2 separate regions of the Acanthopagrus latus genome follow, and region 2 is linked to region 1. The links are chromatin contacts, called in public Hi-C maps. All regions are on one chromosome and are shown on one strand. The core of a region is the stretch at or near the end of the contact, and the rest is flanking DNA. Distances in the headings are between cores, read along the strand shown.

Region 1 (3,815 bases), core at 387-2,886:
ATCATTGCGAGGCGCACAGATGGCGTGCAAATTGCCAGCCTTCACGTGTACCTGCCAAAACTTCCCTCCATACTCTTCAAGCATGTCAGAGCACTTTCTGGAGGCCCAAGTGAAGTTTTCCCAGCGTGCCACACTTCGACTTTTGTTGCCGAATTTAACCCCCCGCCTCGCTTGCATGTGCTTTGGACGCGACACTTAAATGTATCGATCAGTTCAAGCAACGCTTGGATTCTTTTTGTCGCTGTTGTTGTTGCTGCTGGGAGGACAGCTCTTATTTTGAAGCTCCAGCCCACCGCCTGTGGGCCTGACGCACACAGACCCTCCAACACATTAACACACCGCGAGCTGATTATTATCACCTGGCCAATAAATATCTGACAATTCTTCATCTAGACACAGTGAACAAAAAAATAATAATAATAATATAAAATACATTCCACGTGGCATTGATCCACGGCAGGAGGACGCAAATCAAAGCCTGCACGATTTAAACTCGCTGCATGTTTATAGACCGAGCTTTTTTTTTTTTTTTGTTCAGCGGTGGAGAGTATTTCTAACGATCTGATCACAAAAATCTGGGCCGTGAAGAAACTTTTTTTTCTTCACACAGTGGCTGCTGACACGCGGTGTTTCTTTTTTTTTTTTTTTTTCCTCTACCGTGAAATGTATTTAAAATCGATCACCCCCCAAAAATATGCCATAATAACCGCGCTGTCTGGTGTGAATTACACGTTTTGTTTACGTGCTTCCTTTCATGTGTAAATAAATCATTTCCAGTCAGATTTTTTTCTCTCTCTTTTCGCTCTTGTTTGTAGCCGCACGTCAAACTTTTCCCATTTGCAAACTCAGCCAAACGAGGCCCCGAACTGCGTAAAATCGAACAATTACGCACAGATATTTAGCAACAGATATATTTAAAAATCCGACATACAAGAGTGCATTTACATTTCTTGATTCTTTTCTGCTGAGATCGATCACACAGCATGTGTTTTCTTTTTTTTTTCCCTCCCCAAGACATCGAGCAGAAACAATCGTCAGCGCACCGCCGACACAAAACACACAGCCACATTTATTCTTACCATTTGCGAGAAAAGAGCCAAGTCCGCGCTGGTGTAAGGTAAGAAAGCGCTGTAGTTGTGCGCGTACGGGTTGGCGTACATGCCCAACACCGACGTGACAGCCGCTGCGGTGGCGGACGGACTCCCTCCGATTTCGCCGCTCCCTCCCCGGGACGAAGGCGTAAGCACTCCCGGTCTGTCGCTCCCGTACACCGCCTGGGAGGCACTTAAGTACTGCGGGTAGCCTAGCTGGGGGAAAGACATCTCCACCGCCGGATCGCACAGTTGTGTTCGTCCGGACAAAACTGCGCGTTACACCCACACACACACACACACACACTCACAAAAAAAAGAAAAGGAAAAAAAAAAGTGTATAGCGAGAGGTGAAAAAAAAGGAAGGAACCCGGAGAAGTGGAAAGGGGGGAAAGTGTTCAAGCCAAAGTCGCAGCTACTACAGGCACACAGCGGCGCGCAGTCAAAACAAGCCCGCTCTTAAATCTCGGCTTCCTCTCTTTTTCTCGCGCAAAGTCCGCTGGATGTGATCTGATCAACAATTGCGCTCCGACTGACGCGCCTGGCCCTGAGGTCTCCAGGCTGATCTCTCAGATACAATTTGAAGTTGATGCTTTGATTGGCATCCCCTACTTGAGCCTGCAAGCTCCTCCTCGTTTGGAGCAATGTGGATAATGTGAATATAGAGTGAGCACATTGGCTGGGGCCTCTCTCTCTCTCTCTCTCTCTCTCTCTCTCTCTCTCTCTCTCTCTCTACTCTCTCCTCTCTCTCTCTCCCTCGCTCTCCCTCCGTGTTTGGACTTATTGTATGTTAAATGTTCAAGCATTAGAGTCCATTCACCGAAGGCTTTGATTGTTGTATGACAACCTGTCTACACGATTTTACAGCTGTCCGACACAGGGGGAAGTAAACCCGTCAGAAGAAGGAACTTACTTTGAATAGATTTAAATTGTAATTAAAGGGGGAAAGTGGCACTCCGCGGAGGAATTAGTGTTTCGCTATCGCGGGGCTGTCGGTGCGGTTTTTTTTTGTTTTTGTTTTTTTTAGGTTTTTTTTTTTAGGTTTTTTTTTTTTTTTTTTTAGTTTTTATTTCATTCATAGCGACTCATTTACTCTTAAAGTGTCTTTCCTCCGAGTTGGAATTGGAGTCTTTGTGGGCTTTCTTTTTCTTCTCTTTGCATAGTCTTTGCAAAAACTTCTGCGTTTTTGTTTAAATCGACATTTTAATGTAAGTGTCTTGGGATGAGTGATTCTAACAGCAAACGTTTTAATACATTTAAAGTTTTGATTAAAAAAGAAAGAAAGAAAGAAAGAAAGAAAGAAAGAAAGAAAGAAAGAAAGAAAGAAAAAGATACTCTCCAGACGCCTTTTTCTCTAAAAAAAAAGTCAAAGCACTCACGGTGCAGCGCGCAAACGGTCTCCATATAATTTATTAATTATGTAAGTTTGTATTGACTTCTGTTTTGGGCTTCCCCCTTTGATTTCTTCATAAAGGTTTAATCAGCCACATTTGCCTGTTTTCTCACCCTCCTTGCGTCTGCGAGCGCGCGTATGCGTGTGTGCGCATGTGCGTGTGTGTGTGTGTGTGTGTGTGTGTGGACTTAAACCAGATTGCTGTTGTCCTTTGTAACAACAGAGCCACTTCAACGTTTCCTTGTTTTGAGTGAAAAGGGGGGACAAGGGGAAGGAGCCGGGGACCAGTCAGACACCGAGGCTGGAGAAGGTCGCTCCTCGTCAAATCATATCATCATGCATATGTGATTTTTATTATTATTTTTTTCTGGAATATCTAATTTATTTTAAATGACGTGGATTTTCTTTTTTTTTTTTTTAAACACACTCATTTAAAATAAAAAAAGAGGATTACCAGTCATTTCCCGGCCATCATTTAAAACCCTCCACGCTGTGACTGCTGGCTCTTCCTTTATTAATTACTGTTAAAGAACGTATTTTTTTTGTATTTTTCCTCTTGCTCTCCTCTTCCTCTCACTTCCACAATATTAATTCCACAATGTCTAAGTGAAAATAATAATAATAATGATAAATACATAAATAAATAAAATAAATGAGATGCTCCTCTTGAACCGCTTATCCGATTTCGAAAGCTCAGAAGCTCAGAAAGAGGGAGAGAGAGAGAGAGAAAAAAAAAAGGGTCGCACTTTATAACCTCTTCTTCCCCCTGTCTGTCCACCCCTCACGCAGCCATGTGGCTCACGAGAGGGGAGAGGGTGCTGCTGGTGCTGGGTGGGGGTGTCCATGTTTTAACAGTTCTATTCTGATTTGATTTTGATTCTTATATCACCCACCTCCCCGAGTTAAAGGGGGGGCGGGTTCTGTAGATTCTAGATTTAATGCCTTAACGACTGAAGCCCAAGAAGTCAGTAGATTTTGATCTGCACCAGATGGCTCCGAGTGGATATTGCCGAGCGCCGAGGATCTGTTAAAAATATCTGAGGGGCACTGATGGTAATCTGGGTAACACATCAGAAAGGAGGGGAGGAATGGCAATTGTGATAACCCGCTGGAAATGTGTGCAGGGGGGCTAAATATGATGGTGAGGGGTGTGGGGTGTGTGTGTGTGTGTGTGTTGGGTGTGTGTGTGTGGGGGGGGGGGGGACCGCAACTATCTCTAAATACAAAATGAGACATTAGAGGGAAGGAGGAAAATATGATAATACAAATGAAAAATAAATTGACTTGATGAGCAACTCAGTAAAAGGAAAAAAAAATAAAGGGAAGGCGAC
Region 2 (3,815 bases), core at 556-3,055, 150 kb after region 1:
CCATTTCACTGCTACACTGTTAGCCAGGCACCTACAGCAGTGCATAGTTAGGGTGACAGACAGACACACACGCATGTATTTGCACATTTACCCAACAATGCACCCGCGTCATTAGCACATCGTCCCCAACACCCTCCATCTCGACCTAGAGCCGCATCAGTTGAGAAAAAAATGCAAAAAAGGGGGTCCATGATGGCTACAGCGCAGAGCTTCAAGAGGGGATGAAAAATCAGAAATCAATATTTATTTAGTCATATGTGTAATAAACAAAGGGCATGACATCGAAAGCCATATCCTTCAGCTATTCAATTCAACTCTGGGCAATTTACTCTAGCAAAAATAAGGGTTAGCAGTTAGAAGTCATCAGCCGGCGCAATACAAGCCGACTCCGCCAGTTCTACATTATTCAGGGGTAAATTCTGTTGGGGGGGGGGAGTGGATGAGAAATCAATAGCTATTTCCCTTGATTCATGGAAGAAGATGTTTTTCAACAACAACAAAAAAAATGAGGTGGAAAGACAGCATTAAGCCATTCAACATCATATGTGGTCATACATGACAATAACTGGTTAACAGAATGTCGGGATACTTTGTCTATATTAAAGGATAATTAAAGGTAAGGAAGGTCTTCTTCCCAGGTCGTCAAATACTGATGCTTTGGGTTAGAAATTAAGGCCCGATGTCAGCCCAAAGCGGAATGAGACTCAAAACAATCAACTAATCATACTAGATAGATAGACAGATAGACAGATAGACAGATAGATAGATTTAGAGTCACTACGCCTTATTCGTATTAGTCTGAACTGATGATAAGGTCATGCAGGATATCTGTATGTCTGACTGGACACTTTGCTGTCTTGCTCCACCTGCCTGCCTCACTGTCTCTACATACTGGCTTTAACTGTCTGTCTCACTGTCTGTCTTGTCTTCCTGCCTGTCTGTGTGTCTGTGTGTCTGTCTGTCTGCCTGCCTGCCTGCCTGTCTGTCAATCTCCTTTCTCCCATCTCCTATATCTCCATTAGGCTGGGACTAAAATATCTTAGGAACTCCAGCCTGTCTGAAACTGAGACCTGGAATGCACTACTGTGGGTTCAACAAACACACACACACACACACACACACACACAGATGCACAAAGTTATACACTTTAACAGGCCAACAGGTGCACTTTCACACTGACATTATGCATATGTGCGCGCAGACATTTACATGCACACACATATACCCTCGCCATAAATTAAATACACTTACACACACACACAATTGAAAAAAAAAAACTCTTTCACACACACACACACACACAGAGTGAAGGTACAGTACTGATGGTTAGCCTGTGGTCTGTGTCTAGAGGAGACAGTGCCCCCTGGTGTGGGCCGAACAGTACTCCCAGTCAGCCATATCTTGACCCAATCTTTTTGAGAGCACTCATTTACTCATCTGGGATTGATTAGTCCTGCCTGAAACAGGGAAACCACCTACATCATCCTAAAATATTCAAACCACCTCCTGAATGGCAGGCAGACTTTAGAAATAATTGGATATGGTAAATACCCTGCTCTTGGTATCTCCAAACACGTGTAAAAGTTTACAGGCCGAAAACGACAGCTACTGTTGACACTACAGTGAATATTCAGCTGTATATCCACACAGATCAAGAGGTGCTTGACACTTCAGAGGGCTCATGTGGTAAAATTAGTGTGCACAGCTAATACTGAGCACACTGTCCTACTCAAGAACACGACTGGACCTACAGGCTCTTTAACAAAGTGTCGACAGGTTGAGCTTCAAATATTGAAAAAGACCAATTTACTTTGCTGTCATACATACAGTACATACAGCATATTGCTTTTTTTGGAAAATGCACACGACATCACATGACAGTGAGCTGAGGTGCATGAATTCAAACACGCATTCATACCTAAAGAAAACATAGAAGATGTTGCACAATAATTAGTATCTTCAAAGATTTTTAAACAGTTACTTTACATTTCTATACATATGTCAACAATTAAAAACATGCAGTCTATTTTGGTATTAAAATCATTGGGTGCTTTAGTGTGTTGCCTGTTTATAAAGAATACTGCATTCCCACACAAGGCGTTTATGATATGAATGCCTACACTCATATGGTATGTTAAGATAAGTAGCCTGGTTCTATTACACGTCGTGTGAGAGTCATTACACTCTCAGGTCTCATCTCAAAGTAGTACTAACTGAAGGAGGAAAAATAAAGTCAAGATTTCAACACAGGGCATTGTGGGATATCGCGCATAATTAACTGCAACGTGTGAAGGCTGCGAGCCTCTTCTCTTTGGCACATTGTGATGCATGCACGTGTTTTAGGCGTTACAAATAAACGAGTCCTCCCTGCTAACAGGCGAGCTGCATTTTGCACCTATTTAAACTGCGCCGTCGCTGTTTACAACAGTGCCAGACCACACCGAGGCGCGGGAGCGAGCACCTGATGGATGAATACGTCCAGTCGGGTGAATACTGATGAGGAAGACTCCTCGCCGGGCCACTCTTCCTCCCAGTAGTTGCCACCTTGACTAGCCCCGTTCCAAAAAAAAAAAACAAAAAAAAAACGCTGTTACAGTTTCAGGTTTCCACCACGCTGTGCTGTATCGCTTGTCTCCAACAGAGGTCATAATCACAATAATAAAGGACGAGGCTGCGCCCCTGTTGTTTTGCGCAAAAAAAGGAGCACGCGAGGATACAAGACAACGTAGACAGGTGAGGGGCCCCTGAACACACCAGCAGGGGTGTGTGTGTTTGTGTGTGTGTGAGCGGAAACTGTCAGAAACTCAAGGCGCAACACGGACGCACACTTCAGCAGTGTCGGCGGTTAGTTTGACATGTGTGGCTACGATCACCGAGAGCCCCACAGCTTTATTACAGCTGGTGATTGTTATTGCAATAATAAGGGCTGCGCGCATTTGAAGTGGTGGGAATTAGAGGGAGCAGGGTCGGCGGGCCGGAGTGCGCACCGCCGGAGGAGCGCGCACCCTTATACGTTCGTGGCAGCGTCCGCGTCTGATGGCCGGACTGACGAAATAACCAGCTGCAACAGGAGAGTACTGGCCATTTTATACTCCCCTCACTATCTCCCCCTCTCCCCGCCCTCCCTCTCTCTCTCTCTTTGTCGTGCACGGTCGGGAGTGCGCGCAAGTTTCTGTCTGATCAGACAGACGCTGCGTGACACAATAAACGTGACCTTAAAAAAAAAAAAAAAAAATCCCAAATAAAGATCACTTCACGTGATCTTTATTTAAACACAGGCACTGTGTTTACTTCCCTTTCTCCACTAAACCACCCTATCCATGTCTGACACTACACACATATCCATCACAGCCAGCCGAACAAACCGCTGCCTGTACTTATATGAGCTGAAGTGATAACAAAATATGAAAGAATGACTCAGTTTTGAACGCTTTGAACGCATCACCTGGGCTGTACATCTCCCCGTGGACAAACAACAAATAAGGCAGATCGCATCTGCAGCCCACTTCATCTGCAAGAGCAACAGTTACACTATCATCTCATCCGGTCGGTCCGATTCTGTGAGGTGAACTGTGTTGTTAGAGAAGGAAAGGAAGAAGGAAAATCCCGCTCTGAGCCGAGCAACTCTTAGGAGGGAGCCTGTACTTTTTGCAGTGTGGAGTCTCGGTTTTGTTCCGCGGCTCCATTTCTATGAGGCAGAAAAGGGGCGGGGATGGGATATTCAGATGAGCCGGAGTGACAGCTCCAGTTTCCCCCAATGCTCTGTGTGTCTGAAACTCCACTGGCTCTCTCCCTGCTAACTCCTCACTTCATAG

What was found. Hi-C and Micro-C count contacts between places; a contact is called where the count stands out from the background.
Region 2: a contact with region 1 is called in a Hi-C map of muscle, with 3 times the contacts expected there. The contact joins the promoter of irx2a here to the promoter of irx1a in region 1. A contact is called at or near these places in 2 of 4 Hi-C or Micro-C datasets (liver and muscle).

The regions. Positions count from the first base shown.
Region 1 is chr17:12,136,185-12,139,999 of fAcaLat1.1, forward strand. irx1a (iroquois-class homeodomain protein IRX-1a) reads right to left here and starts at 1,637. Exons shown (of 4, transcript XM_037074474.1): 1 at 1,080-1,637. The coding sequence starts at 1,322.
Region 2 is chr17:12,281,548-12,285,362 of fAcaLat1.1, forward strand. It overlaps irx2a (iroquois-class homeodomain protein IRX-2a), which reads left to right and starts at 1,806. Exons shown (of 3, transcript XM_037074594.1): 1 at 1,806-2,733. All of the region lies in intron 2 of LOC119006167 (a long non-coding RNA gene), which reads right to left.